Linked DNA regions of Sus scrofa: region 2 is linked to region 1. Evidence: chromatin contacts called from public HiChIP or PLAC-seq data. All regions are on one chromosome and are shown on one strand. Each heading gives the region's core, a stretch centred on a gene start, on an enhancer-like site or on the middle of the called end of the contact. The rest is flanking DNA. Distances are from core to core; before and after follow the strand shown.

Evidence for each region. HiChIP or PLAC-seq counts read pairs in DNA pulled down with a chosen protein or histone mark.
Region 2: an H3K27ac HiChIP or PLAC-seq map of alveolar macrophages shows a contact between it and region 1. The contact joins two enhancer-like sites. A contact is called at or near these places in 1 of 5 promoter capture datasets (liver), 17 of 47 Hi-C or Micro-C datasets (alveolar macrophages, blood, brain and 11 more) and 2 of 2 datasets of contacts at active chromatin or transcription factors (alveolar macrophages and skeletal muscle).

What each region holds. Positions count from the first base shown.
Region 1 is chr1:261,246,659-261,253,503 of Sscrofa11.1, reverse strand. It overlaps a transcript of RAB14 not described here. Among named protein-coding and RNA genes, the nearest start is that of RAB14, 4.0 kb to the right of the region's middle. Within about 2 kb of position 3,688, at least 5 of the 83 cell types and tissues checked have an H3K27ac peak or open chromatin away from gene starts, as enhancers often do. A contact at or near this core is called in alveolar macrophages, where this site is marked.
Region 2 is chr1:261,349,305-261,356,149 of Sscrofa11.1, reverse strand. It overlaps GSN (a long non-coding RNA gene), which reads right to left. Exons shown (of 18, transcript XR_002337470.1): 5 at 1,805-1,966; 6 at 1-2. Among named protein-coding and RNA genes, the nearest start is that of STOM, 55 kb to the left of the region's middle. Within about 2 kb of position 3,904, at least 3 of the 83 cell types and tissues checked have an H3K27ac peak or open chromatin away from gene starts, as enhancers often do. A contact at or near this core is called in alveolar macrophages, where this site is marked.

The DNA of each region.
Region 1 (6,845 bases), core at 2,439-4,938:
TTCCATGAAGGGGGATGTTCCTGAGATGCACGCACACGTGTTGAGACACACACACACACACACACACACACACACACACACACACACACTTATTGTATTGTCAAAGCCTGGTGTAAATCTTTGCGCTTAGTAGATAATTAAAATATATTTTTATATTGGAATCACAAAAGTGGTCTATTTTGGCTCAGGTGTTTTTTAACAGTGTTTTGCATGTTAAAAAATTTAGTAATTAATCTTAACAATAAGGATCAGAATTTAAATCCCCTGGAATATTTGGGGGTTGTTTTTTTCCTTTGTTGTCTTGAATCAGTTATGCAAAAATTACACAGTAACATCTTATGTTCTAAGTGTAGAATAAAATAGCTATGTAGCAGTTGTGAAAGGATTAGTCAGACATAGTGCATAAGTCAACACAGTAAAGAGTCATGCCATTAAAAAAAAAAAATGAAAAAAATACCCTCAATTATTGGGGTTTTTATTGTTCTTTTTTTGAGTCTGATCACATGAGTGACTTGATATAATGTTCCCTATATTACTGGTAAATGTGGAAGTAATGTTGGAAATGTTATGAAAGGGATTTTTGGTTTTTCTTTGTTTATTCTTGTTTGTATTAGAAATATATAAAAGTGTTTTAAAATATTTAATACCCCTTTGTTTTCTCTACTTTTAATGTTTTAGAGAATTACCAATGAATAGAGTATATGCTTAGTGTCAGCATACAGATATACAAAGAAAGTTAGTAATTTCCCCCCTTTTTTTCCCTCTCAGCCCATGTACTCATTTTTCACAATTTGGTGTGTATCCTTCCATATTGAATGCATGTAGGATTCAATGTGTGTATATGGTTAAAAAATGGGGTATGCTATTTCATAAAACTCTACATGTTTTTTTTTTTCCATTTAAAATCATGGGTATTGGCGTTCCCGTTGCGGCACAGTGGTTAACGAATCCAACTAGGAACCATGAGGTTGCGGGTTCGATCCCTGGTCCTTGCTCAGTGGGTTAAGGATCTGGCGTTGCCATGAGCTGTGGTGTAGGTTGCAGATGTGGCTCGGATCCCTAGTTGCTGAGGCTCTGGCGTAGGCCAGCAGCTACAGCTCCAATTAAACCCCTAGCCTGGGAACCTCCGTATGCCGTGGGGGCGGCCCTAGAAAAGGCAAAAAGACAAAAAATAAAAAATAAAATAAAAAAAATAAAATCATGAATATTATTTCCAGGTTAATATGTATGTCTAAATGGTTTTTAAACTAAATGCATATTATTTCATAGTATGGGTGTACTTTATTCAGTCATTTCCCTGTTGACAAAGGTATAGATTTTTTTCCAGGTTTTTTTGCTGTAGAAATGATGCATTAAATGCATTTGTACCTGTAACCTGTGGACTGATGTTTTTGTTTTTGTAGGCTACTTCTAAGTGAGTTGCTTGGCCAAAGGGTGATTTGGATTGTTTTTAAGATTTTAAGACATACTGATTACTTCCCTAAAATGTGGTCTTTCAGATTCCCCCAAGCAGAGCATATGAAAATGTCTACCTTCACATCTGTATCTGTACATTTCAGAGCTAGTCATTTATATGTATAGTTTTATGTGGAAGATGTCTGATTCAGTATATAGAGACAATGTTATTCTATTTTGGCACAACAATGATTAGTGTTTAATGTGCATTTAGTAACCATTTAGCTCTTATATGTATTTGTCTGGAAGTATATCCATGATACTGTTAAGTGAAAAAAGCATGTTGCAGAGTTTCATGCAATAGCTTATCCCATTTTAAATATATTTGTCACTTTAAAAGTAATATGTTTCGTATTAAAGAGATGAGGTGGAGAAATCCTTTGTTAAAGCATCATTAAGCTAAGTTAATTTTTAAACAGGACCACCCAACAGTTATTAGTATTTAATATGCATTTAGTAAACATTCTTCTTGACAGCCAGGAAGTTAGAACTAAATTTTACATGGACTGATAGTAAAACTATTACCTCATAACTTTTAGTACCTTTTTTTTTCTTCTTTTTGTCTGTGCCTGCAGCATGCAGAAGTCACATGCTAGGGATCAAATCCATGCTACAACAGAGACTATGCTGGGTCCTTAACTCACTGTGCCACCAGGGAACTCCAAAACTTTTAGTATTATCCTCCATCTTTCTCTGATTTTTATTTTTTGCTTTTATTTTATTAACCTACATATATATGCTGTTGATATGCTACTTTAGATAGAGAAAATCACGGGAGTTCCCGTCATGGCGCAGTGGTTAGCGAATCCGACTAGGAACCATGAGGTTGCGGGTTCGATCCCTGCCCTTGCTCAGTGGGTTAATGATCCAGCGTTGCTGTGAGCTGTGGTGTAGGTCACAGACGCGGCTCGGATCCTGCGTTGCTGTGGCTCTGGTGTAGGCTGGTGGCTACAGCTCCGATTAGACCCCTAGCCTGGGAACCTGCATGTGCCACAGGAGTGGCCCAAGAAATGGCAAAAAGACCAAAAAAAAGAAAGAAAGAAAGAAAATCATATTCTTGGGAATCAGGCCTTGGTTCAAGTTCCACCTCTGCCATTTACTGTCCTTGTTAATCAGCCAAATTGATGAATTTCCTCAAACTTAAGTTTCTTCAGTTTTTACATGGACATAATGTTAATGACTCCACAGAGTTGTAAGGATTATATAAGAGCGTATAGGGGAAGATAGTGCAAATCATCACATGGTTTACTCTCAAATGTTAGTTCCCTTCAGAAACTTTTTTGTTAAGTAGATAGAATATGAATTGTTATTACTAGTATTATCATTTATCCATATCTACTCTTCTTATCACAGTGCATCCTGCTTATTCAGAATATTAAGTTAGAACCCAGCGAATGAACTGGGAAGATTGTGTCTCAAAATACCACTGTGTAGTTTCATGGTGCATCTCATAACTGTGGAGGAGATCAGATAGTACAGTGATTAAGAGTTGGTTCTTTGCTGTCAAACCAGTCATAGGTTGAACACTTAGCTGTGTGACATGGGCATATTATCTATTGGGTCTTTCATTATCTGTAAAGTAATAGTCACTATTTTATAGCGGTAGTAGTGAGGATTAAATGAAACTGCATGTAAAGTGTTTAGCACATTGCCTGGCATACGTTAAGTGCCCAGTAAATGGCAATTAGTTTACAAATTCTTTATAATATATTTAATGATGCTTGTTTGAATGTAGAACTCTTTTCTTTAAGAAAAAGGTATTAAGGGAGATTTTATTTCTATGTGAATTTTATTCAAATTTTTTTTTGTAAAACATGGGACAAAGTGCATTTTATTCACACCAGTAGCTGCTGTGCACAAATTACAGAATATTACCAAGATTTTTAAGTTAGTGGGTGTTGTATTGAGTGGACTCCTGTTTTCACTGTTTGAACTGGACCAACATTTCTTGCTCTCCCTCCCCCCTCCCCCCCATTTTTGAGTTTTCAAAGTAAGTAAAGCAGAAGCACCCTTAAGTAATAGTGGAGAAACTTTTTCCACCTTCCAGAGCTAGTTAAAAATATATTCCTCACCTTAATATTGGTATGTTTCATGTTCAAGAAATGAGGTTGAGGAGTTCCTGTCATGGCACAGGCACAGTGGGTTAAAAATCCAACTGCAGTGACTCCAGTTGCTGTGGAGGCGTAGGTTTGATCTGTGGCCCAGCACAATGGGTTAAAGGGTCCGGTTGTTTCTGCAGCTGTGGCATAGGTCACAGCTGTGGCTCAAATTCAGTTCCTAACTGGGGAACTTCCATGTGTCTGGACGGGGCCACAAAATTTAAAAAAAAAAAAAAAAAAAAAAAAGGAGGTTGAGAAATCCTTTGTTAAAACAGTATTAAGTTTAGTTAATATTTAAAAGGAGCCACTTGAACATGGTTCTACTGCAAACACATAATTTTGAGTGAATGATGTCGATAAACTATAGGAGTCCATTTAAACCCAGCTAGTATCTTATTTTAGAATAAGAAAAGGAGGGCCTGTTGTGTTACTGGCTACAATCCTAGATATTTTTGCCTTCCTGTCTGCTGAAATTACTAAGAGTAGTTTTCCTTTGACTCTACTTATTAGGATTTTTGTTAATAATTTTTAAGAAACTTGAACCAGAAAATTGTATGGTGAGGTGGAGACAAGGTGCTGGTATTCAATCTAAAATATCGATCATTCCTTTTTTTTTTTTTTTTTGTCTTTTTGCCATTTCTTGGGCCGCTCCCGCGGCATATGGAGGTTCCCAGGCTAGGGGTCCAATCGGAGCTGTAGCCACCAGCCTACGCCAGAGCCACAGCAACACCATATCCGAGCCGCGTCTTCGACCTACACCACAGTTCGCGGCAACACTGGATCCTTAACCCACTGACCAAGTCCAGGAATTGAACCTGCAACCTCACGGTTCCTAGTCGGATTCGTTTCTGATGTGCCACAGTGGGAACTCTGATCACTCATTCTTATTTAGAAACAGTTTATACTAATTAATGCTTGGTAATTGAAAATATTTCTTCAAAATTAGTCATCTCAGTACATATTTAATTAATGAATGCTTCCGTGATACAAGCATTTGCAAGAACACAAATTAGTACAACTAGGATTGGTTTATAATTTCATGATTAGCTTTTAGAGCATTTCAAGTGGAAATTGGAATTGTTAGAGGCCATTATTTTAACGTAACAAAATGAAGGGAAATAAAGTATGTAACAGCTACAACTTTCAGTTAGAAGAGGGAAAGGGAATAGGAAAATGAAAAGTGGGAGAGCTTAGGAGTAACAGTAATTTAGAGGTGACTAAATAGTTAACTTTTCCCCAAGTTTGAATGGGGAAAAAGAAGTTTAACAGGAGTTAAAAATTAATTAGGAGAGAAGAGCCTGGGAGGAATGCAGCCCAAGAAGAAATTAGTAATCTTTAAATATCTTTTTTTTTTTTTTTAAGGTCCGCTCTTGTGGCATACGGAGATTCCCAGGCTAGGGGTCAAATCAGAGCCACAGCCTCCAGCCTACACCACAGCCATGGCAATGCCAGATCATAACCCACTGAGTGAGGCTGAGGCCAGAGATGGAACCCAAAACCTCATGGTTCCTAGTCAGATTCGTTTCCGCTGTTCCACAATGGAAACTCCTAAATATCATTTTAACTGTGAGATACGACTTTTTTCCCTTGTCTTTAGGATCTGGTTCAGAGATCTGATGAATAATACAGATCAATTTGAGCCTCAGGACCAAGTGCATTCTTAAAAATTTGAGTCCTCTCTTTCTGGAAAAAGGGAATCAAATTTGTATGATATTCAGAATCAGAGTTAGTTTAACTAGAAAAACTTCCTTTCCTGAAAGAAATTAAGGGAGTTTTCTGTGGTGTCGAAGACATTATAAATGTTACATGTCCTACTTTTGTTGATTATAATTCATACTGCTAAGTGAGAAGACTGTATTGAATGAAATGCTTCTCTAATAATTTATTGTAATTAACAACTTCCTCTTCTCTGATAACAGTAATTCACTTATTTTAAATATGTTCTTTTTCTACAGGTTAAACTTTATTACATAGAAATTTTGTTTGAAGTATGACTTATAGTAAGGTGTTAATTTCAGTAAATATATTTCCCCAGTGATATTAAATGTCTGGTTTGTGTATGTGACAGTTGGCCAAAACAGTAAAAACTAGTTAAAAAAAATACTAGAGAGCAAATTTTTTTTAGGGCCGTACTCACAGCATATGGAGGTTCCCAGGCTAGGGGTCTGATTGAAGCTACAGCTGCTGGCCTATGCCACAGCAACGCCAGATCTGCAGCCTACACCACAGAGTCTGCAACCTACACCACAGCTCACGGCAATGCCGGATCCTTAACCCACTGAGCTAGGCCAAGGATTGAACATGCAACCTCATGGTTCCTAGTTGGATTCATTTCCGCTGTGCCATGACAGGAACTCCTAGAAGGCAAAATTTTTAAAATGGGGTTAAACCTTTATAAAGAATTTTTATCTTTCCTTAAGCTGAAAACTGCTTTGAGAATAAACATTTTCTTTCTGTTTTATTGGGGAATAAATTTTATTGTAAGTTATTACCAGTATTAGAATTCACTTCTTGTTTCTCCAGCACCCTGCACTGTGTCTGACGCATTCAAGGCATTCATTTGAATAAATTGGAGAATTATTTTTTAAGTTATTAAAAAGTAGGGAAGAAATTAGAATTCTTTAGATTGGCTTTTCTGAGGGTAAGTAATGGATGGACTTTGATCTTTTGAAATATCTTCCAGTACATAAACTTCAAAAATTTGCAACTACAAGTAGTGTTTTATGTCACTATTTCTCTTGGCTCCTAGAATAATATGTAGCAGGCATTTAGTATGTTGTTAATCTTCAAATCTTATATTAGGTAAAGCCATATGAAATTGTCAGTAATTTTTTTTAATCTGTAAGAACAACAGTTTCAGAGTTCCCGTTGTTGCTCAGTGGAAATGAATGTGACAAGAGTCCACGAGAACTCGGTTGTGATTCCTGGCCTCGCTCAGTGGGTTAAGGATCCACCGTTGCCATGAGCTGTGGTGTAGGTTGCAGAGGTGGCTCGGATCTCTCGTTGCTGTGGCTGTGGTGTAGGCTGGCAGCTACAGCTCCAATTAGACCCCTAGTCTGGGAACCTCCATATGCTGCAGGTGTGGCCCTAAAAAGACAAAAGACAAAAAAAAAAAAAAAAAAGAACAACAGTTTCATGTGATTTCTAATTCTTACATTTATTTGGTTTAGACATAGTATGATTGCTCTTTCTTTGGACGCTATGCTAAGGGATGATTTTTCAAGTAGGATAAAAAGGTTATTTTGTGTTTATGTTGGTGGTCACTTTTTATAACATTCTATTGTAAAAAAT
Region 2 (6,845 bases), core at 2,655-5,154, 100 kb before region 1:
TCCTGTAAGACAGGGACCCCACGTAAGGCAATGCACCCAGCTTCATGCAAGTCCTACCCAGTGATATAACAAGGAGGAGACTGTGGGGGTGTGTAAGCTCACTTTGGTCTCTGTTTGCCCGGATGAGGGCCAGTGGAGCACACTCGCCCACATCCAAGCACAAGGGGTGTGGTCTGTGTACACTGGGGTATGTGAGTGTATGGCTTGGGTTCTATGTTTTATCAAAGGTACAGCTACACATGGAATGTGACTATAAATGTTTGCCTGCTGATGGGAGCAGAGATTGGCATAACCACTTTGGGAAACTATTTGGCTATACTTCTGAAGCTCACTAGCCCCATATCCGAGGACCCAGCAACCTCTCCTAGGAATATACTCAACAGAAGGGGATTCACACATCCACCAATGGCCTGTGCAAGAACATTCAGAGTGGCACCACTTGGAACAGCCCCAAACTGTCCCAAGTGCCCATCAATAAGGGAATGAATAGGAGTTCCCGTTGTGGCTCATCGGATTAAGAACCAGACACAGGGTCTGTGAGGATACAGGTTCGATCCCTGGCCTCACTCAGGGGGTTAATGATCCGGCCTTGCTGAAAGCTGTGGCATAGGTGGAAGATGAGGCTCTGATCCGGCACAGCTGTGGCCACGGTGTAGGATGGCAGTGGCAGCTCCCATTCAACCCCTAACCCAGAACTTTCATCTGCCACAGGTGCATCCATAAACAGAAAAAAACAAACAAACAAGAGAACAAATAAATAAACTGTAGCATATCCACCCAATCAAACCTTATATTGCAAGGAGAATGAACAATCTATAGCTAAAAGCAACAATGTGTATGGATCTCAGAAAGAGAATACAGGAGTTCCCTGGTGGCCCTGTGGGTTAAGGAGCCAGCATTGGCAAGACTGTGGCTCAGGTCACTGGCTGCTATGGTGTGAGTTCAGTGGGTTCCTGCCCCAGGAATTTTTGCATGCCATGAGTACAGCCAAAAAAAAGAAAAGAAAAAGAAAGAGAATGCTGAGCAAAAAGTCAGACATTACAAGGAATGATGCCATGTACATGGAGCTCAGAAACAAGTGGAACTACGCTGTGCTGTTGGTTGGGAGAGTGCAGGATGATGGTTACCCTTGGGGATGAAGGGACTAGAAGAGGACATGTAGGGCCTTGTGGGGGCTGGTGACGTTCTGTTTCTTGATCTGGGTGTTCCTCCCACACATGTGTTCATGCTGTGAATCCATAAAGCTGTACACGCTTCTGTGTGTCCGTTACATGCTGATAAGAAGCTTACACTAAGTGTGCACCTCTGTTTGCATGTAGAGATGGAGGTGGGGGTATGGTCTTTTGTGGGTACAATTACACGTGCATTTGGGGAAAATGTGTACAAAGCATCACATCTGAAAGGTGGGCCTGGGTAAGTGTATCCCACACACACTGCCACATACAAGTGTGCATGTGCAACTACAGGTATGACACACATAGGTGGGTCCTTAAACAACACGCCCACGTCTCCACATGCAGGCATTCATTGTGGTGCCATGTCCATGCCTGCTGGGCGAGGGCTTATAGTATGCAGTGCCAGGGTGTGTGTGCCCATAAGTGCCACGTCCGAGTCTACACGCCAGGCACGTCCACACCCGAGTCTCTGCAGGTGCGTCTGTCTCATGCACAGGGGCTGCTGTCCCCGTGACTTGCCCTGCTGTGTCTTTGCATTTGTCCATGTGGATGTGTCCACTTCCAGGAGTCAGGCCCGGCTAGGCCTGGAGGACTCAGAGGCCCTGGGGAAAGGGCAGGGCAGGACTCACGTTGCCCAGGTCCAGGATGAAGCAGTCGCCACGGTTGAAGCTCTCCCAGGACACAGGCACCTCGGTGGCGCGGACCACACGCCGCCCTTTGACCTGGAAGAGTCTCTGCACCGCCACTTCGTTGGGTACCACGTGCTTGAATCCTGATGCCACGCCTCCTTTCTGTTGGTCAAGGAGACAGCGTTAGTCTGGGGAACAGGCCTGGGGAAGCAGGGACGGGGGAAGGATAGGGATGAAGTTTAGGAAATTCTGGCTTGGGCACCAGTGGCCTTCCAGCAGATTCCCTCCCCATTGCACCTTGCTGTCACCCCTTTGAATCTCATACTCTACTAACAAAGATCCTTGGGCTCCCTTTCCTGGATCAAAAAGCTGTAAACATTCTGTTTTCAAAACCTGCCTTTCCCAAGGGATATTCTAAAGAACTCTAATCAGGAGTTCCCGTCGTGGCTCAGCAGAAACGAATCTGGCTAGTATCCATGAGGATGCAGGTTTGATCCCTGGTCTTGCTCAGTGAGTTAAGGATCTGGCATTGCTGTGAGCTATGGTGTAGGTCACAGGTGCAGCTTGGATCTGTTGTTGCTGTGGCTGTGGCGTAGGCCTGAGGCTACAGCCTACAGCTACAGCTCCGATTCAACTCCTAGCCTGGGAACCTCCATATGCTATGGGTTGTGGCCCTAAAAAGACAGGAAAAAAAGAACTCTAATCTGCCAAGATATACCGCAAGGAAAGAGTTCCATGATCAAATAAGCACAAGGAATGCTCCTTCCTTGCCCCCTGACCACACGCAAAGCACATCCACACGATAAAAGCTCTGGGAAGCCCTTTGGTGATTGAAGCTGCCTTTTCTTTACATAGAACTTCCCTACTTTACTGAATCCAGAACTGCTTTTCTCCTTCACATCTTGCCTGCAATCTGCTTGCAGTGTTCTGCAAAACCCACTTTGAGAAGCCCTCGTCCAATGCTTTCCCATCCTTCAAGGCTCTCTAGGAGGACTGCTCCAGCCGAAACCATCCTCTGCCCTCCTCGACAGTGCTGCAGCAAGTCCCACTCAGCTGTGCCTTCAGAGGCAGCTGCAGGTAAGCGACAGAGCACCAACCTCAGGTTCAAGTCCCTGTCCTGGCACTACAGTGCTGGGTGACTTTGGGTAAGTCTCTTTCCCTCTCTGAGCCTCACGCCTCTCCCTTCTGCAATGGTGACATAAGCTTCTGCAGTGCCACCCCCTGTAGTGGGCACCAAGTCCCAGGGAATCTCAGGAAGGCTTCCTTTCAGGGGTCAAAACTGTCCTTGGTTCAGCAAAAGGCCAAGTAAAGTGGGCTGGGCTTCCTCATGAGCAGTCCCCAGCCCCAGTGCTCAGGGATCCCAGGCCCCAGGCCTCAGGGACATCAAATCAGAGCTGAGAAGGTCCTTACAGAGCTCCTCATTTTACTCATGAGTAAAATGAAGCCCAGAGATGTGAAGTGACCTACTCAACGGCACTCAGCAAGCGTGTGGCAAAGCTAAGGAGTAAAACCTTGCCTCTTGTTCACGATCTGGCACACGCCACCCTGGCAGCTAAGACCAGACGCGTCTCCCTGGCCACTAAAGCCAGAAATGTGGCCATCTCCTCCAGGCCTCTGGCTGCTGTCTCACTTTGCAGAGTGAAGCCAAGTCTGACTGGCTGCACTGAGCCCACGAGGGCAGGGACAAAGGGAGAGAGGATAACCGGGTTCCCCTTAGGGCTACACACAACAGTGAGCCATACAGAAGTGATTGTGAAATGATAATGCCTGCTGGGCTGGCATTTTGCATGTGTCATCTCTGAGGGGGGTGTCATTATCCCCATCTTATGAGGATGAGGAAAGCAGATCCCAGAAGTGAAGAGACTGGCCCAAGATCTCAAAGCTAGTAAATGGTGGAGTTAGAATTCAAACTCAGGTGTGACTAAGTCTGTAAGGCCCACTTTCCCCCCCCAACATCAGGTGTTCTTAGAGTGAACATTACTAGGGTCACCCAGGAAGGGAGGCAGGAATAATCAATCCACTGTTCAGAGCAAGCTCGATCAAGTAAAAAATGTGGTGGTGTGGTTTTCCCTCCTGTTGTGAGCTGAGCGCCCCCTGGTGTCCTTTCTAGGTACCAGCATGAGGCTTTCAAGAGCATCCCCTTGGGCTCAGCAGGGTGGCCAAGGTATTCACAGAGCCTTTCTTTCCACCTGCCTTCAGGGGCCCTCCTGCTGGGGAGCAGTAAGGAAGGGCAGCTGGGGAAGATGCAATACCCTGTACTCACTTGGTAATGACTGCAGAGGCTTCCTCGTACTAAGCCCCATGCTTTGTGGCACCTGCTTTGTGGATATGCAATGTGGTCCCCACAAGACCCTGAGTTAGTGACTCCCTTTACCCCACTTCTCAGGCAAGGAAACTGAGGTCAGACCCCATGCCCAGGGTCCTAGCGAACTGGGGGAATATTTACCCTGAAGTTTGCCCTTCCAGGGACCAGCCTCCCACAAGTCTGCTAGCCCAGGAACTCCTGAGAGTCTGTGGGCAGCACTGAGCCTGGGACCTCATTCAACTAGAGATAAAGAGACAGTGGATCTGAAAAGTTTTTCCAAAAGATACTAGACAGACACACAGACCATTTCCATGGATTCCTCAGAGAGGAGGAAACGGGGGAAAGAGGGAAGAGAAAAATCTTTAAAACTTTTTTTATACATCTCTAGAATATTTTACTTGTTCAAGTGTACATTTATTCTTGGGGATTTTTGTTTGGTTTTGTTTTGTTTTGTTTTTTGTTTTGGGGGGGTTGTGTTCTTTTTAGGGCCATACCCACAGCATATGGCAGTTCCCAGGCTAGGGGTCTAATCGGAGCTACAGCTGCCGGCCCACACCACAGACACAGCAATGCGGGATCCCAGCCAAGTCTACGACCTATACTACAGCTCACAGCAACGCCAGATCCTTAACCCACTGAGTGAGGCCAGGGATCGAATCTGCGTCCTCACGGATACTAGTCAGATTAATTTCTGCTGAGCCACGATGGGAACTTCACAAGCATTTATTCTTTATTGAAAAATAGAGGGAGCTCCTGTTGTGGCTCAGCCATAATGAACCTGACTAGCATCCATGAGGATGTGGGTTTGATCCCTGGTCTTGCTCAGTGGGTTAAAGGTCTGGTATTGCCATCAGCTGTGTCGTAGGTCACAGATGCAGCTCGGATCCCACGTTGCTGTGGCTGTGGTATAGGCTGGCAGCTGTAGCTCTGATTTGACCCCTAGCCTGTGAACTTCCATATGCTGCACAATCAGTCCTAAGAGCAAAAAGAAAAAAAAAAATATAGAAACTTTCTTTTAAAAAAGGAAAAAGATTGTTCAATGTCATAAATCTCAGTTCCAACAAATTCTTTTCTGTGAATTTATAAATTAAAAAAATACTTGATTTCTAGTGAATGTGGACAGGCATTTCCTGATTAACTCCTCTAATCTTACTGATCTAGGAAATTAGACTTGGAGAGATTAGTTAACAAAAATGAAAGTAAGCTCTTAGGAGACGTTTGCAGATCGCCAAGTACAAGCATAGGACTTTTTTGAAAGTTTTACAATTTTTCACTCTTTTTACTATAACATTTAAGACTGATGTTGCTTTCTATGGTTTAATCATCAAGTGGGCAGAGATTGGCATCAAATTATTTGAACAAAATTTAATAGGATAAATTGACAGATCACTGTCAATCAACTATAATAATTTTTTTTAATTTAATAGGATATTATTTTAAAAGTCACTTTCAAAATTAAAGTGATGATATATATATGTGTGTTCTCTATATATGAATAATACATATTTATATGTTCATATATAGAGAAAAATTATGTACCATTTGGTGTATATCTCCCAGAGTAGAATCATGGGGACTTCCACTTTCTAAAAGCTCTATTTCTATGTTTGACATTTTACTATAAGCTTGTATTACACTTGTAGTTAGAAGAAGGAGAAAAGCTATAAAAATCTACAATTTAAAATATGTTAAGCTGTTTCCAAAACAGAGAAAAACCTATTGATGGGGGCTGGTCCTCGCCACCTGCTAAACTCAGGGTTCCTTAGCTAAGAAATGGGATGGAGAATAGGAAGGGGCTCAGTGATTCTGTGGTTTCCCATTGTGTTCCTTGAGGCCAGGGGACTGCGCAGCTCAGACCTGCTTAAACAAAGGGTTTCAAATAACCCAGCCCCAAGGGGTCTCTAGGGTTCTGTCTGGGAATCAGGAGGAAGGAGAGAAGGGATCAATGGCTCTGAACAATGCAGTGACTTTTAAGGCTTTGGGCGTCCCAGCTCAGGACAGGCCAGTCCCAATGGTAGCTCTTTCTAGCAGCTCTCATCCCCTCTCTGCCCCTTCTCACACCCCGAGGACAGAATTAGCTCTGAGGAGCAGGCTTTCACAGAAACAAGTCTTGCATAACAGGCTCTGCTCCTTGGAGATCTATAATTGATGAGGGCGCCAGGCCAGGAACCTTGGGGCTGGGCCTGCCAAGTGCGGGGGCAGCTGGAGGACTTGCGGAGAAGGTGGAAAACAGGACTAGCCTTGGATCTCACATTCCCACCAAAAGCCAAGGCCTTTCAGGACTGAAGTCCCAAAGGCAGGCCTGGGTTGGGAACCCACCCCTTGAAGCCTTCCTCGGAGTCCAGTCCAAGAACATCTCGGAAGAACCACCAGAGGGTGGAGGTCCTAACGATGCAGATTCCTAGGTTCCATCTGAGCTGAGATCAGAGACCAGGGAGTCTTCAAATGTCCACTGAACCAGCTCTGTACTGAGCCCTTCACACCTGGGTCTAAATTCCAGCTCTGTCACTTATCAGCTGTATAAGCTGCTTAGCTTGTCCACAAGCTGCTGTCGTCCACACAGCAGCAGTGAACAGGCACTATTGTTTTTGTTTTTCTTTTTTTTAGGGCCGCACCTACGGCATGTGGAAGTTCCCAGGCTAGGGATCAGGCTAGGGGTCAAATAAGAGCTACAGCTGCTGGCCTACGCCACAGCCACAGCAACGCAAGATCCGAGCCATGTCTGCGACCTAGAGG